Linked DNA regions of Arabidopsis thaliana: region 1 is linked to region 2. A link is a contact called in public targeted proximity ligation data. All regions are on one chromosome and are shown on one strand. The core of a region is the stretch at or near the end of the contact, and the rest is flanking DNA. Distances in the headings are between cores, read along the strand shown.

Region 1 (6,312 bases), core at 1,969-4,468, 46 kb after region 2:
TAGTCACCAATCGAAGCCTATCTTTCAATAGCATACCTTCTTGATTAATTGCTTCTATAAAAAAAATCAAGATCGTTTTAATTAATCTCTATATGTTTACAAAAATTAACAATTCTGAATTGTTAAAAGCATTATTTCAGAAGAAAAAGATGATGAATATAGAATTGGTTAGGTAATCCAAGATATTCTGACATTCACATGAATCACATGGATCACTAGATGCTATATGTCATCATATTTTCTTCTTCTTTGGTTTTTCCATAAAACCTTTAGTTGGATAAATAATAATTGGAAAAAAAAACATCACGATATTGTTTTCTAGTTAGCTACTTTTTTCTAAAATTTGAACTACCACCATAGAACATGGTATTTTATAATCTATACCATTCATGGGTCCTATGTGACTTAAAACGGTTAAAAACATATTAACAGTAAAAAAGCGCGGAAAATAGTACAACACTGTAAAAAAAAAAGTGGTAAGCAAAAGACATTCACAAACAAAACTTGGTTTTGATTGCAGCTAAAAATTCGGTTTGGATTGGTAACTTGTATCGTATGATGAATCAAGTGAATTAGTTTTATGGTCTCTACAAGTAATAATTTATTATCTTCTGTACAGTCACTTGAAAAGTAGTTAAGCATTAAGGGACATATTTTGGATACTTGTGTGTATCTACATTGTACAACAAATTGAAAAACAGAAGAAGAAAGAAACAGGTTATCTATTATGTTATCTATTATGCAACGTGATCATTGTGGCCAAACTAACGTCTACATCATTCGCAATACAAAAGAAACTTGAATCTATGATTCTGTTCATTGATGAACAAAACATAAGTGATGTAATAAAACTCTTAGTAAGATAGACAAGAATCACAGTACTTATTCGGCAGCCTCTTCCATCACATGTTCCGCGGTGATTGGAGCCACGGGGTAATAATGGTAATGTAGCTCGCCAACGTCGTCTCCAGAGAGTTTCGTCCATCCTTGCGGCCCAACGTGGTACACTGATCATACAGATTTAAGAAAGTTTAATACAAAATTTAAAGGAAAAGGATCACAAGATGATGATGTATTGGCAGAAGAAGTAAGGATTGATCTTTACCGCTAGCAACTCCACCACTAGCTCCATCACGGAATGTAGCATGGTAGATGGATCTCCTTGCTAACTCTGAGGCTTCTTCAACCGACATATCGAATTTGTATCTGTTAACAAAAAAAGAACCATAAGATTGAGTGGTTATAATAGTAAAGCAAGATCTAGTTTTGGTTTGGGCTTTGACTAAAAGAGAAGTAGGGCAATGATGATATCTTGAAATAGATACGTACCCGCTGTCCAGAACACCATAAGCGTATGGTGAACCTGAACCGACAGAGAATCTGTCTCCCTTAAGCCGTCCTCCTTCGTTGTCAACATAGTACAATCCAGGGCCCTATTTCAAAAAAGATTACAATTTTAGCATCTCGACTTTCGCTTTGGTGAGTGAAACTACAGACCGAGAAGGAAATAACAGTTAGGATATAAAGTTTAGGGTACTGACTGTTTCATCCCATCCAGCAATCATTGTGCCAACAGAAAGTCCCATTCCACGATATGAATAGAGCATGTTAGCAAGAAGCTTTGAAGCTCCTGAAACAGAGATTCTCCTTTTGTTTGCCAGCTCATGTAGACGGCACTATGATACACAAATAAAACACTCTCTATCAGGGTCATAGTTTCAACATAATCCAGATTTGGTATACAAGTTAGCAATCAAACTATTAGGATAAAACTGGGACTAGATTTTGGATACAAGAAATCAACGAAACCATTTGTATGCCCTTGAATACAACAACTCAAAACAAAAAGATTGATGCATAATGATATATAAATGTTTAGTTCACAGTACTGAGAAGCTAAAGCCACCACACCACGCAGAAAAATACATTACTAAAATTGAAAGAGACACACGTTCTTAGGTCACCAAACAGATAATAAAGACTATTCTTATTCCAGGAAACAGACGGATACAAAACGTTTTTAAGTCTCTAACAAATGACTCAACAGCTTTCGGATATCAATACATTAGCTATATGAAGTTATGAACAAAGGGAAGGTAAGAAGTAACCGGATTGCCACAGCAAGGAAGATAACTGATAGACCCAATCATCAATTCAGAAAGCTAACAAAAACTAACGTTAGGGTACCTTAATTCCCAGATTTCTGTGCCAGAATTGACAATCAGCAGCACCACCAGCCATTGTACCAAGCATATAAGGATTAATTTCAATAATCTTCTTCACAGATTGCGACGCTGAATGGAAAAACACAAACAAAACATCAGCAATCACAGAAATTTCTCCTTTCTTTTACTGTACAGTATCACTGGCCAACACAACAAAGATTAGAAATTTCTATAACAAGAATCTAACTCATTCTCCATTTTTAGGATCCTTTAGAGAGCTCACAACTAAAACACAAACAGAAATCTGAAATAAACATAACAAAAGAGAAACATACAGATATATCCTCCCATGCTAGCTCGAGAATCAGCAGCTACCATAACACCTTCCTTAAAGATAAACGCAAGTGTAGTTGTACCCTTTGCAGGCTTCACCATCTCCACAGCTTTTTTCTGAAACCCATCAAACTAAAAAACCAACAACAAACAAAAGCAACATATCACAATCAAATAAAAGCAAAATCAAAGTATATTGGAATCCGAAAGAACTCTAATTTCGTAACTAAAACTCACATCAGTGGTACGAGGAAGATCAAACGAAGGTGCAGACGAAAACCCATCAAGCATCTCACTGTTTGATCCAAAGCCAATCACAGGCATAGTTGTCTCCAATCCACTAGTGTCAAGCTTCATTGTCAAATTTCTACAGAATCATCGAATACCCACAATTATTCAATAAAATTATGCAAAATCATGAAGCTTGAGAGGTACCCAAATCAGGGTATTAACAAAAAGAGCTTCCTTTCACAATTCAAATCGGATCTAGCACGAGATTACTTTTGTACGTGTGTGTATAAACCATAAACCCTAATACTTCATTGTAAAGTCAAAGTAACGACAATTAGGGGCCTGAGACATACCTGAAGAGCGAAATCGAGTAGAAAATTAACGAAGCAGAAGAATGTGTGAGAATTGGAGAAAAGAGAAGCAAATTATGGAGGGATGTTTCTTGAGCTCTGGGCAAACCGAATGCGAACGGGGCAAGATATGGGCGATCGGGTCGGGTTGAATCATTTCGGGTCATACCGCTTAAGTTTAAAGACAGAACAGTGTTCATTATGTTGGGCTTCATGGGCCATTATTGGCCTTTTCTTCTTTTTTTTTTTTTTTAATTTCCTTGGTTATATGAATATTAGGTATATAACTTTTTATTAATCATTTGTTATTCAAATAAATTTAGTAAGACAAGTCAAAATATTTGGATCAAATTTATCAGGTATTATTCGTTTATTATTTTATTTTATTAGTTGGAATAAAGTGTTATTTTAATCAAATTTTTATGGATTTTACATTGGACTTTAACAGATTTTAAAATGTTTATGGTTAAACATACAAGAGAAATTGCCTCATATAGCACCATATCAAGATTTTTGGTTCATATCTAAAAGTTAAAAAATTTAATGTTAATGTTTGGTTTTAAAATCAACAAGGCATTCCAAATCCTATGTGCATTCAAAATTAATAAACACCTCCTTAAACTTAAATATTAGATAGTATTCTTCTCTTTCCGTGTGAAATTTATAAAGTTAAAAGTCTTAAAACAGCCTCTTAAGTTTGGAACATTCTAGTTTACAAAAACTAACGACGCAATTAAAAAATGATTAAACAATTAACGATTCTTGTAGACTTGTAATACCAATAAATACAGAAGATTAATTATTTCTAACAGTGGCAAAAAAAGGTAAAAGAAAAAAAATGAGCAAACGCAATTGCAAAATCGCTAGCGTTTGGTATTGCATCTTCTAGCTCGCATAGCTCCTAAAGGAGGACCATTCAATGAAACGCTGCAATGAGTATGCAACTTATAAGAGTACCTAAACAATGGTCCTATATGCGAACGTGCATGAAACATTCCTCTCAGGTTCAACAAAACCGGACCTGTTTCAATCTGACGCTGCAGCTCCCGGCTCTGCGTTGCCTGAAGCTGGACCTGACTGCTCACAAGATGAACATTCGCAAACATTGACGTTTTCTTAGGAACCTTGAAAGGTTCAATGTATTGAGTTGCTATGAGTGTGTTGTAATAGTAAAGCTCGAATGTCACATAGCTAAACTCCACACTACTTTTCTTGCTTGGGTTTGTGACGTTTGCTAAAATGGTTAGATCACCGTTTAGAAGAAAACCCATGTCGAGATAAGCAGCGTTTAGGTTAGCAGCTGAGATGTCGACGTAAGGTGAGCGAGGACGGTAGACGAGGTAAACGATTAGGATGATAAGACCGCCGAGAATAAGAATGACCCAGAATATTGCACAGCAAAATGCAGCTGACCATGTCATTGCGTTTGTCTCTCTTGAGGGTGGTGGTAACCGTGGGCCACGGCGGTGATGCGGGGATGGTGTTGGAGCGGTTCTCCATGGACTTGGTTTGGGTATTGGAGGTAATGTTGATCCATAACCCCCTCCGTTGCGTTGTGGTGCTTGTGGTGGTGGAGGTCGTTGTTGTTGATTATCTTCAGGGCTTAATAGCAATGGTCTTTTCGATGAGTTTTGAGTTTTTCGTGGTGGAAGTCTCTCCTCTGGGCTTAATGGTACAGGTATTACAGAATGTTTCGGTTCTTGGATTGGATTTTCACGGTGGCGACCACGAGTCTTGATTAGGATTCCTGGTGGAGCTACTGGGTGAGGTTGCGTGGTTTTGTGGTGCGATTTTTTTGGGTGCGGAATGGGCGGGATGTGTGGTTGGTTCGAAGATGTTTGTGAGGTAGAAGCACCACCGCTTTTGAGATGTGGATTCTGCGATGGAATTCGCGCAAAATGAGGGTTAGTTTCATGGTGATGATGATGAGACATTTAGATGAAGAAGCTAAAAAGCATCAAAGGAAACTAAGTTAAGTAAGACTTGAGATGAAAGAATGAGAACAGAGAGATTTTGAACTGTTTTAAGTTTCTAAATGAGATAGAGAGAGGGAGAGAATAACTTGGTGACAAGTTCAAGTAAGGATTCTTTGTTGTAGAAAACAAAATAAAGAAGGAAAGTGATAGCACGAAGCAAGTAATCTTTGTTGTAGATTCCTTGCACTAAAATTAAAATCAGTTTCTAATCTCATGAAAAAGTATAAAAACATTCTCTGTATCTTTTTCTCATTCAAAAGTTTTTTTAAGAAAATTGTAATTACTCGGTCCAATTTATCTAAAACCCAAATAAAAAGATCTCGATTTTAGGAGAGACAGGGTTAAGGACTTACAGTAACAGTCATGAATATGTCAATCTTTCTACTTCAGCTCACTCCAGGGGAAAGATGTTGATTCTCAGAGCAACTTACGAAAACTTGTCGAATATGTCAGTAAACTATGAACATGTTAAGATATGTCTCCCATAGATCAAGAAGGCCGCAGATTAGTTAGCGCAAATCTGATGCGAAACACGTTGCTTCTGCAGGTAGATACTCTGTTCTCTGCTCAATTTCTGCAGCATCAAACATGAAACCAACTCTGCAATGCCGGTTACTGCAAACGTTGACAAAGACAACTACCAATCGAGCCTGACCAAACAGATACTAGTAAAAAAGCTGGAAGCAAACTGAAAACTAAACCCATACAAAAGGTATTTTCCACGATCTTCGGTGCAATTGTTCTTCCTATATCTCTTATCCCCATTCTTTGGCATGGCATGGTATATAGTAACATGAATATACATAAAATGAAAGTGTAAACGCCTGGAAAGAGCTAACCTACGCTTTACACGCGAAGAAAGCAGAACAATCTCAGAGTAATCATGGCCGGAACAAGAAACACAATTCAAGCACAGAGACCCACAGAACACAGTCATACAGAGTGCAGGAGAAGCAACGCACTTGCCCTGAAACAACTTTCAATACATGTACTCCTAAGATCTGATGTTCTTTCTCAAGATCATTGAAAACTTACGAAAGAGAAGCCATAGAGTAAACAACTAATCAAATCCAAAATTCCAATTCCACATTGATTCAACTCATCAAAAGTTCAAAATGTAAAACTGTGTTATATCACACACAGATACTAGTACTGATCAACATAGCAGCACTCTTGCTTCACCTCAGCTCTCATAAACCTCTGCAAAGAATAACAATAAGAAATACGCAAGATCTTACTAAACTAAACAACACCATT
Region 2 (6,932 bases), core at 3,657-6,156:
TAGTAACTCCAACCATCAACTGATTGCGGGCTTGAAATACAAACGTCAATATGGATATTTTATGAAGAACCATCGAGCCACCTATAGTCATTACAAAGATGGATCAAGCGATGGTTGAGAAACCATCAATTTACCTTACCCGACAACCAAACCGGAGCCAAACAAGGAAAGTCTCTTACCACGTCTTTATTGGTCTATTTTGAAGCCTCTAGCTCGTGTAGAAGCTTCTAAGAGTCTAAAGACACGCTCCTTATCCTTTAAAGAAGAAATATTCTCCATTGAAGACACTTACCATAACCGGACCCGAGGGAATCACACCATGATTCCGGCCACAAGCATTGAAGCTGCGAATATTCTCAAGACATCTAAGCCTCCTTTTCAACTAGAAGACTCAAGCCACGAGATTATATCTCCTTCTCCAAGACACATCCCACTTCTTTCCATATCCGGCACCAACGCATCACCACCACTTATTCCCAACGGCTAGAAGATCACATCCTCTCCAAGTTATCATTTATTTCGAATATTGTTTCCTTATTTTCATTTCTTGACCGTTGGAGGTCTCTTTGTTTCGAGCCTATATAAGCTCTTCTTCTTTTGTCTCTTAAAACACACAATTTTCAAGTAATAAAAAGTTCAGTTTGTTTGCTTTCAAAGTTAAAGTCTTTGAGCATTTGTTTGAGTCATTCTCTTTGTGTGGTTTCCCCTTAGAGCTTGTCTCGTGAGTCCCTTAACCTTGTGTGGTTTCCCCTTGGTTAATTGATTCGTTCTGGTTACTCTTTGCTTCCATCACCATCACTACAACACTTCCGCAAGCCATTCTGCATGAACTCTTGAACTATCCCTTGATTTACGAAAGGTGTGATTCCGATCGTGTATCAAGAAGCCAGATAAAGAAAGAGGAGAAGCTCTCCAGGTAAGTTAGTAACCTTTATGATATTGTCGGATATCTCCTCCTAACATGTCTTTCGTCAGTAGTAAGAAACCATTTTGGGCTAAGTCTGTTTCTTGCAGAAGTCGAGTTCTTTGGCTTAACCATAGGGCTTACACATGGTTATATTATTTTGTTGTATTGTTCTTCATTTACCTCTAGTTGGTTCCTAACTTCCTATGAACAAGACTCGTTTACTTCATGCAGTAAAGGAAAAAGTGAGTGTCAAGTACGAATCCATGTTGAGCAATCAAGAACCACATATGCACACAGTCAATGTTTTTATGTCTGATTAAGCGCTTTTTTGCACTTTGTTCAGTAAGCTGAACAAGACAACAACTACAATTAAAGTACATCATACTATTTCACTTGAGAACTGTTTTGATAGTAATAATAAACAAGAAAACTGATTGCATTCTCGTTTTTATAGGAAGCTAAAAGATCCCTTGAAGCGTAAACAACCCTCATTTACCTACTTAATATGCAAACGGGAGGAGAGCTGCTTTACGAGAAGATAACAAGAGCTTTTTGGAGGTAAGAAAATTAAAATTCAATTTTTATACTCTTTTCTTCTGTTATTTGGACTCTTGAATCTAATTGTGCGGATGAATGGTGATTACATGTTAACCGCAAATAGGTCTGGTCCCATATGGATTGTATGAAGCAAGAGAAGTTAAAAAACAGTTTCATGAACTTAACTGTGCATATTCTTAAATGTGTAATAGATGGCAAGGAAGAACAAGGAGATATACATGAAATGGAAGGATATAAAGTATGTAAATCTCAGTTAGATTGATCTTGACTCCAGCAGAGTGCACCATTCTTAAGTACTATCTGAATCTAGCCTCTTCGTTTATCCTTTCAAAATCAATCCTCCCGGGAGCTCAATCTTACCCTCAGTCCCTCACCGTAACTTCTCAGAGGAATTTGCTTTACTTGATCGCTATTTCGGTAAGCTCAATGCAGGAACCACAGATGGCATGTCTACTCTGCTTCTTCTACTGACGAAGTTGCAGTTTGCGATAAACCCGTGTACACAATGGAGACTTGCATGACTGGTCTAGACAAGAAAAATGATTTTCAACTTCAGCTTCTGAGATGACTACTAGCTTTGGGATCAGGAACGAAAAGAACTAAGTATCAGAGCTAACTCGCCAGCTTCCAATCCCGGGAAGAAACCCAGTTCACGCGTCGTGGGAATACAATACACAGAACAGAAGAAAGATGCACCTGAGAGTAAAAATAAAAATATTCTCTGAGGACAACGATTACCACAGGAGGAGCAAATAGGTCGAGACATCCACAGATAGTTAGGCAGAATCAATAGCGCTCCACATGAGAGAGACCAGGATGAACGAGGCTTCAAGTATAAGTCCTTCCCAAGCAAACATGTAATGTGTAGGTGGACACAACAATACTCATCACACCTATAAAACCCTTCTTCTGGATTTATTTTTCCCTCACAAGCTTCACACCAATACGTCATGTCACTTGTCTTCTTCCCATAAGAAAGAGGGAGTATGTGTTTATCATGCTTATACCTCACTTGTTGTGGTAAAGTAGCACATTTGAAACACAAAGCATAGTCACACTCCTCCTCAATGCAATTGAAGGTTTCCTTGGTGTACTCGCCTGGCGCTTTGGCGCAAACCGAACAGTTTCTTTCCTCATTTGGTTTGGATGTTAGGAATAAATGATGCATATGACTTGGATGAAGTAAAGGCTCTGAAATTGTGGCGCACTGCACATGTAGCCTAAAATCGCAATCTATTTTACTGCACTTATAGAAGAAACCAGATATACACAACGAAGGACAAGCTGAACAGTAATCACGATCAGAATTATTCCAAGACCCAACATCTCTGAGAGGGTTATCTGATATTAAAGTGAGTAGATGTGGATGTATTGGATGATGTAATCTGCGAGAGAGATTTGCACATTCTTCATGTAGAATGAAATCACATTGCAAACAAGAGTAGGAGTTACCAAAATAAATTGGCATGATGCATGCTTGACACAGCTTATTCTCGTCGTAATCTTTGCCGTTGTTCTCATCAAGTGTCAAATGATGATGTTCATGACTGAAATGCTGTATGATTCCATCGCTTATCGTCAGGAATGGCTCAAGTTCTTCCACTTCTTCTTCTGACTCTCCTTCACGTTCTATACCATCCCAAACATTTGGTTGAGTGGCACATTTTGAATGCACCGCATAAAGACAACCTTTCTTGATGCAATGATATCCCCCGTAATCATTGTTAATCTTCCGGCGACAAACACCACAAATCCAATCTCCTTTTCGGAAAGAATGGGTAAAAGAGATACAATGGAGGTGGCGAGAAATCCGTATGACATGAGGTAAGCTGAAACAGCTTTGATGGATAATAAAGTCGCAAGGGGGACATATATAGAACACCAAATTTGAATGTTTCAAGGCGCATAGGCTGCAAGTTTGGGGATCTTGACTTGGAAACAGGGCAAGTGTATGCTCATGCCACTTGGGTTGGTCAATAGACAAGACTGGTGATTTCTTGGCACATGTAAACTTGAGCCCAAAATCGCAAGGAGAGCAAAAATAAAACATACTTGCGGTATCGTCACGGAGAAGTTCGTGACAGCAATAGCATTGCCTGGTTTTGTCATCATTGAACAAGGCAAGCTGGAGAGAATGTTTAGGATGAAGAGGGTGTTTGATCTCGACCGGAGCCTTGCTATTATCTTCATGGTTCTCTCCATAGCAACCTCGGCAGACAAAATGGGTATCATCTTTTTCTTCAGTTAACATGAACTTATCCCAGTTAAAAGGAAGACAGTCCCACTTATTCTTTCTCCAGGAGACTACTCGTGCTTCAGTTGAGTCGTCGTCGCTCACTGGATCGTCCCACTTTTGATTCCTGGTCCATAAGCCTTGTTCAATCACATGAAATTTTCCCTTTTTCAATATGACTTGTACTTGAGGGCAAAGGGAAATAAGATTCTTCCACTTTGAATTCATAGACAGGACGTGGGAGAATATACGATGGATGAGTGATATGAGCTTCGGCTCCGGGTCGAGACTCAATGTTTCCGTAACCAGTAGAAAAAGCTTCTTATTGAGAGACTTCCATACAACTCTTTTCGTAAGTGAGCCCGTTTCAAACTCAACCGTCTTGTCTTTAAAAAGGTTCAAGATATCCACCATGTTCGGCTTCGAATATCTTAAGTTGGTGGGAGAGGATCTGAAAGAAGCGAGTGATATGAGTGATATGAGGTTCCGTAGGGGCTCGGGCTGAGAATCAACATCCATAGAGTTGAAGACAGAGATAGATTGATTAGTGAGTGACATGAGCTCCGACTCGGGCTTCGGCTGCAAATTCCAATCCACTGAGGTGGCCAGAGAGATTATATATCTACTGAGTGACAAGAACCTCCGAGAGTAATTCCAATTCAGTCTCTCAGACAAATTATCGTCCAGAAAGATTAGTTGAGTAATGAATGATTTGAGCTTCAGCTCCGGAGAGTTGTCGACGAGGGATATTATTTTCTGAATGAGTGATATGAGCTCCGGCTGCGGCTTCATACTCCATGTTTCCTTGATTAGTGACATGAGCGTAGACTCCGGAACCGGCTCCTCCCAATCTGAAGAGTTGACGAAATGCGTTCGAGAAATGAGTGATATGAGCTTCCTTAGCGAATTCGGCTGGGACTCCAAATCCATCTCCTTGAAAAAATCGATTGTTTCAGAGATGAGTGACATCAGCTCCGTCTCCGTCTCCGTCACCATTGACTTAACCAGAGAGATTATTTGACTAATCACTGACATGACCTCTTCTGGATCCGAGTTTATATAGCTTTTCAAAGCATTGAATCTCAAGATGAGTAGTATGAGCTTCGCCTCCGGATCCATCGAGACTTGCCGAGAGAAAATTGTGAGAGTAAGATGAGAGAATTTTCACTATGAATGAAACTTAATGGTTGCTCTCTGTGTTTGTGAATGCTAATTGTGTAATATTTTGCAAATATTTATAAACAGACAATCTCAATCTTATCCGAGACGAGCCGACCACGTCGTGTTGTTCAACAGAGTAAGTAAATTCATTCACGTACTACAGTCCCGGTTAAAAGAAAAACAAAAATTAGATCAATTTTAAAAATGTGTAAATTTAAAATTTAAATATTATAAAAATACATTTATCTTCTGCACGTCTATTTAGACAAGCTATTATATGATTAAAGCGTAATTTTCTTATTCAAATAATGTTTCTTAAGCTTGTGTGAATACAGCGAAAGAAAATAATGTTTCTTAAGCTTGTGTGAATACAGCGAAAGAATATATTATTACTCTTACAGTTCTCTAGATTCACGTCGCTAGTCTTTGTTTACTCATATCGATTGTCCCGGCCATGTTAGTTTGGTTACTTCGACTTCCTTATTTTATTTTTTTATCTTCACTCTTCTAACTTCTAAGAGGCAAGCGTTCTTCTCTTACAATTTAAATAACCAAAAATAAATACCCTAAAAAAGGAAGAAGATTTGATTTCATTGTATCAAAACTATCAATTGAAGAAAGAAGGCAAAGTCATGGCAATTAATATGACAGCTAACATAGACAGCTAAAAAATATAAAGCGCTTAATTTGTGTTTATTCTCACTTGTTTCTATCATAATAGTATTAATAATGATTACTGTATTTAGGTGATATGACAAAAACAAATAAAATAAAATAGATAAATGACAATAAAATTGTTTGTACATGTTAAAAAAAAGCACATCACTAATTGTTACGATCAGAAAATTGATGGTTCTAACCAAAATAATGTTAGGTTCTGTTTATTTTTTTATTTTGCATTTGAATGATATTTGTTTTAGCATTTGTTATTGAGAATATTACGTGTTGAGGCACTTTTCTGAAAGTTTAGCCGTAATTAGACACTTCACAATCATTAGATACTTTTTTGATGTGAATTGACATCACTACCCTCTAACTATCTCTTCCTTTGCTTAGTAATATCTCTTCGTTATCTTTTTTTTTAGGAATACAAAAACAATTTTGGCCTCTCTTGTTCTTCATCTCTCTTTCCAAAATAAAAATCCAATCTTTTAGGACACTCTTAATATTCAAAATTGAATCTTTTAAGGTTTATCATCATCTTCCTTATCTCTCAACAATCTATTGCTTCTCTTCTTCTTTCTCTCTCGAGATCTTTTTCAAATATATTCTCAAATCCACCTTTGTCTGCTGGATCTGATTCCAAAACATGTGAAAGTCTCTGGTCACAGAATTTCCGTCAGAAGTTTCCTCGAAAATTACAACAACGCTATCGACATTCTCTCTTTCGATTTCGATTCCATGATCGTGAAGCCTCTCCCGAATTTCAACAACCGCATCAAAATTGTAACCACTTGGGCAAGTTACGTTTCTCTCTTTCTCTCGAAGTTCTAGACCCTATCTTTTTGGCGCTCCAACAATCATATCTCCGTCAAGAGGACGTTATCCTCTCAAACGTGGATCTAGCTCTGATTCTCTTCACTTATATTTCGCAGATTAGTTTTTTTTTACAAAGGATTCGAGATGATTTTGGAAACCATGACCAATTAATTTGGTTAATCTTATTAAATGAACAAAATTAACCATACAATTACATCCACAAGGTTAATACATTCTCATACTATACTATATAAACTCTACCATAAAACGTCGGATATGTGGACACACATCATAATGACAGTCAGTGTTGTGGACAGCCTTTGCTAATTTTGGTTCATGAACTTTAGCTTCATGGATACAACGTGAGCCTTCGAGACCTTGTAGAGATCTTCTGTAATTTCAGTAAAATTAAAAGTTGGATTTAACAATTATAACCATCCACAAATGTGTGTATGTCTTGTTATAAGAATTTATCTTTAGATCCAATACAAAAATGTTGACAACTAATGTTTTCTCTTTTCTCTCTCTTACTAATCGTTTTATGTCTTCGTGTCAAAACAAGAAACTAACCAAAGACTAGAGAGAAAGAGAGTG

The links.
Region 1: a contact with region 2 is called in a targeted proximity ligation map of shoot, with 14 read pairs. A contact is called at or near these places in 15 of 26 Hi-C or Micro-C datasets (callus, cotyledon, leaf and 5 more), 2 of 2 datasets of targeted methods (seedling and shoot) and 2 of 3 other capture datasets (root and shoot).

What each region holds. Positions count from the first base shown.
Region 1 is chr3:9,649,718-9,656,029 of TAIR10.1, forward strand. AT3G26340 (N-terminal nucleophile aminohydrolases (Ntn hydrolases) superfamily protein) reads right to left here and starts at 3,219. Exons shown (of 8, transcript NM_113541.4): 1 at 3,083-3,219; 2 at 2,736-2,865; 3 at 2,501-2,630; 4 at 2,188-2,294; 5 at 1,542-1,676; 6 at 1,330-1,433; 7 at 1,106-1,206; 8 at 599-1,007. The coding sequence starts at 2,855. The coding sequence ends at 883. It overlaps AT3G26350 (proline-rich receptor-like kinase), which reads right to left and starts at 5,778. Exons shown (of 2, transcript NM_001338797.1): 1 at 5,409-5,778; 2 at 3,943-4,956. The coding sequence starts at 5,420. The coding sequence ends at 3,943. AT3G26355 reads left to right here and starts at 4,758. Exons shown (of 1, transcript NM_001349593.1): 1 at 4,758-4,821. The coding sequence starts at 4,768. The coding sequence ends at 4,821. AT3G26360 (Ribosomal protein S21 family protein) reads right to left here. Exons shown (of 3, transcript NM_113543.5): 3 at 5,782-6,255. The coding sequence ends at 6,246.
Region 2 is chr3:9,602,287-9,609,218 of TAIR10.1, forward strand. AT3G26240 (Cysteine/Histidine-rich C1 domain family protein) reads right to left here and starts at 4,907. Exons shown (of 1, transcript NM_113531.3): 1 at 1,603-4,907. The coding sequence starts at 4,817. The coding sequence ends at 2,049. It overlaps AT3G26235, which reads left to right. Exons shown (of 3, transcript NM_148753.2): 2 at 1-113; 3 at 213-635. The coding sequence ends at 487. It overlaps AT3G26237, which reads left to right and starts at 893. Exons shown (of 6, transcript NM_001338794.1): 1 at 893-916; 2 at 1,139-1,281; 3 at 1,362-1,465; 4 at 1,657-1,703; 5 at 1,723-1,882; 6 at 2,053-2,190. The coding sequence starts at 1,657. The coding sequence ends at 2,190.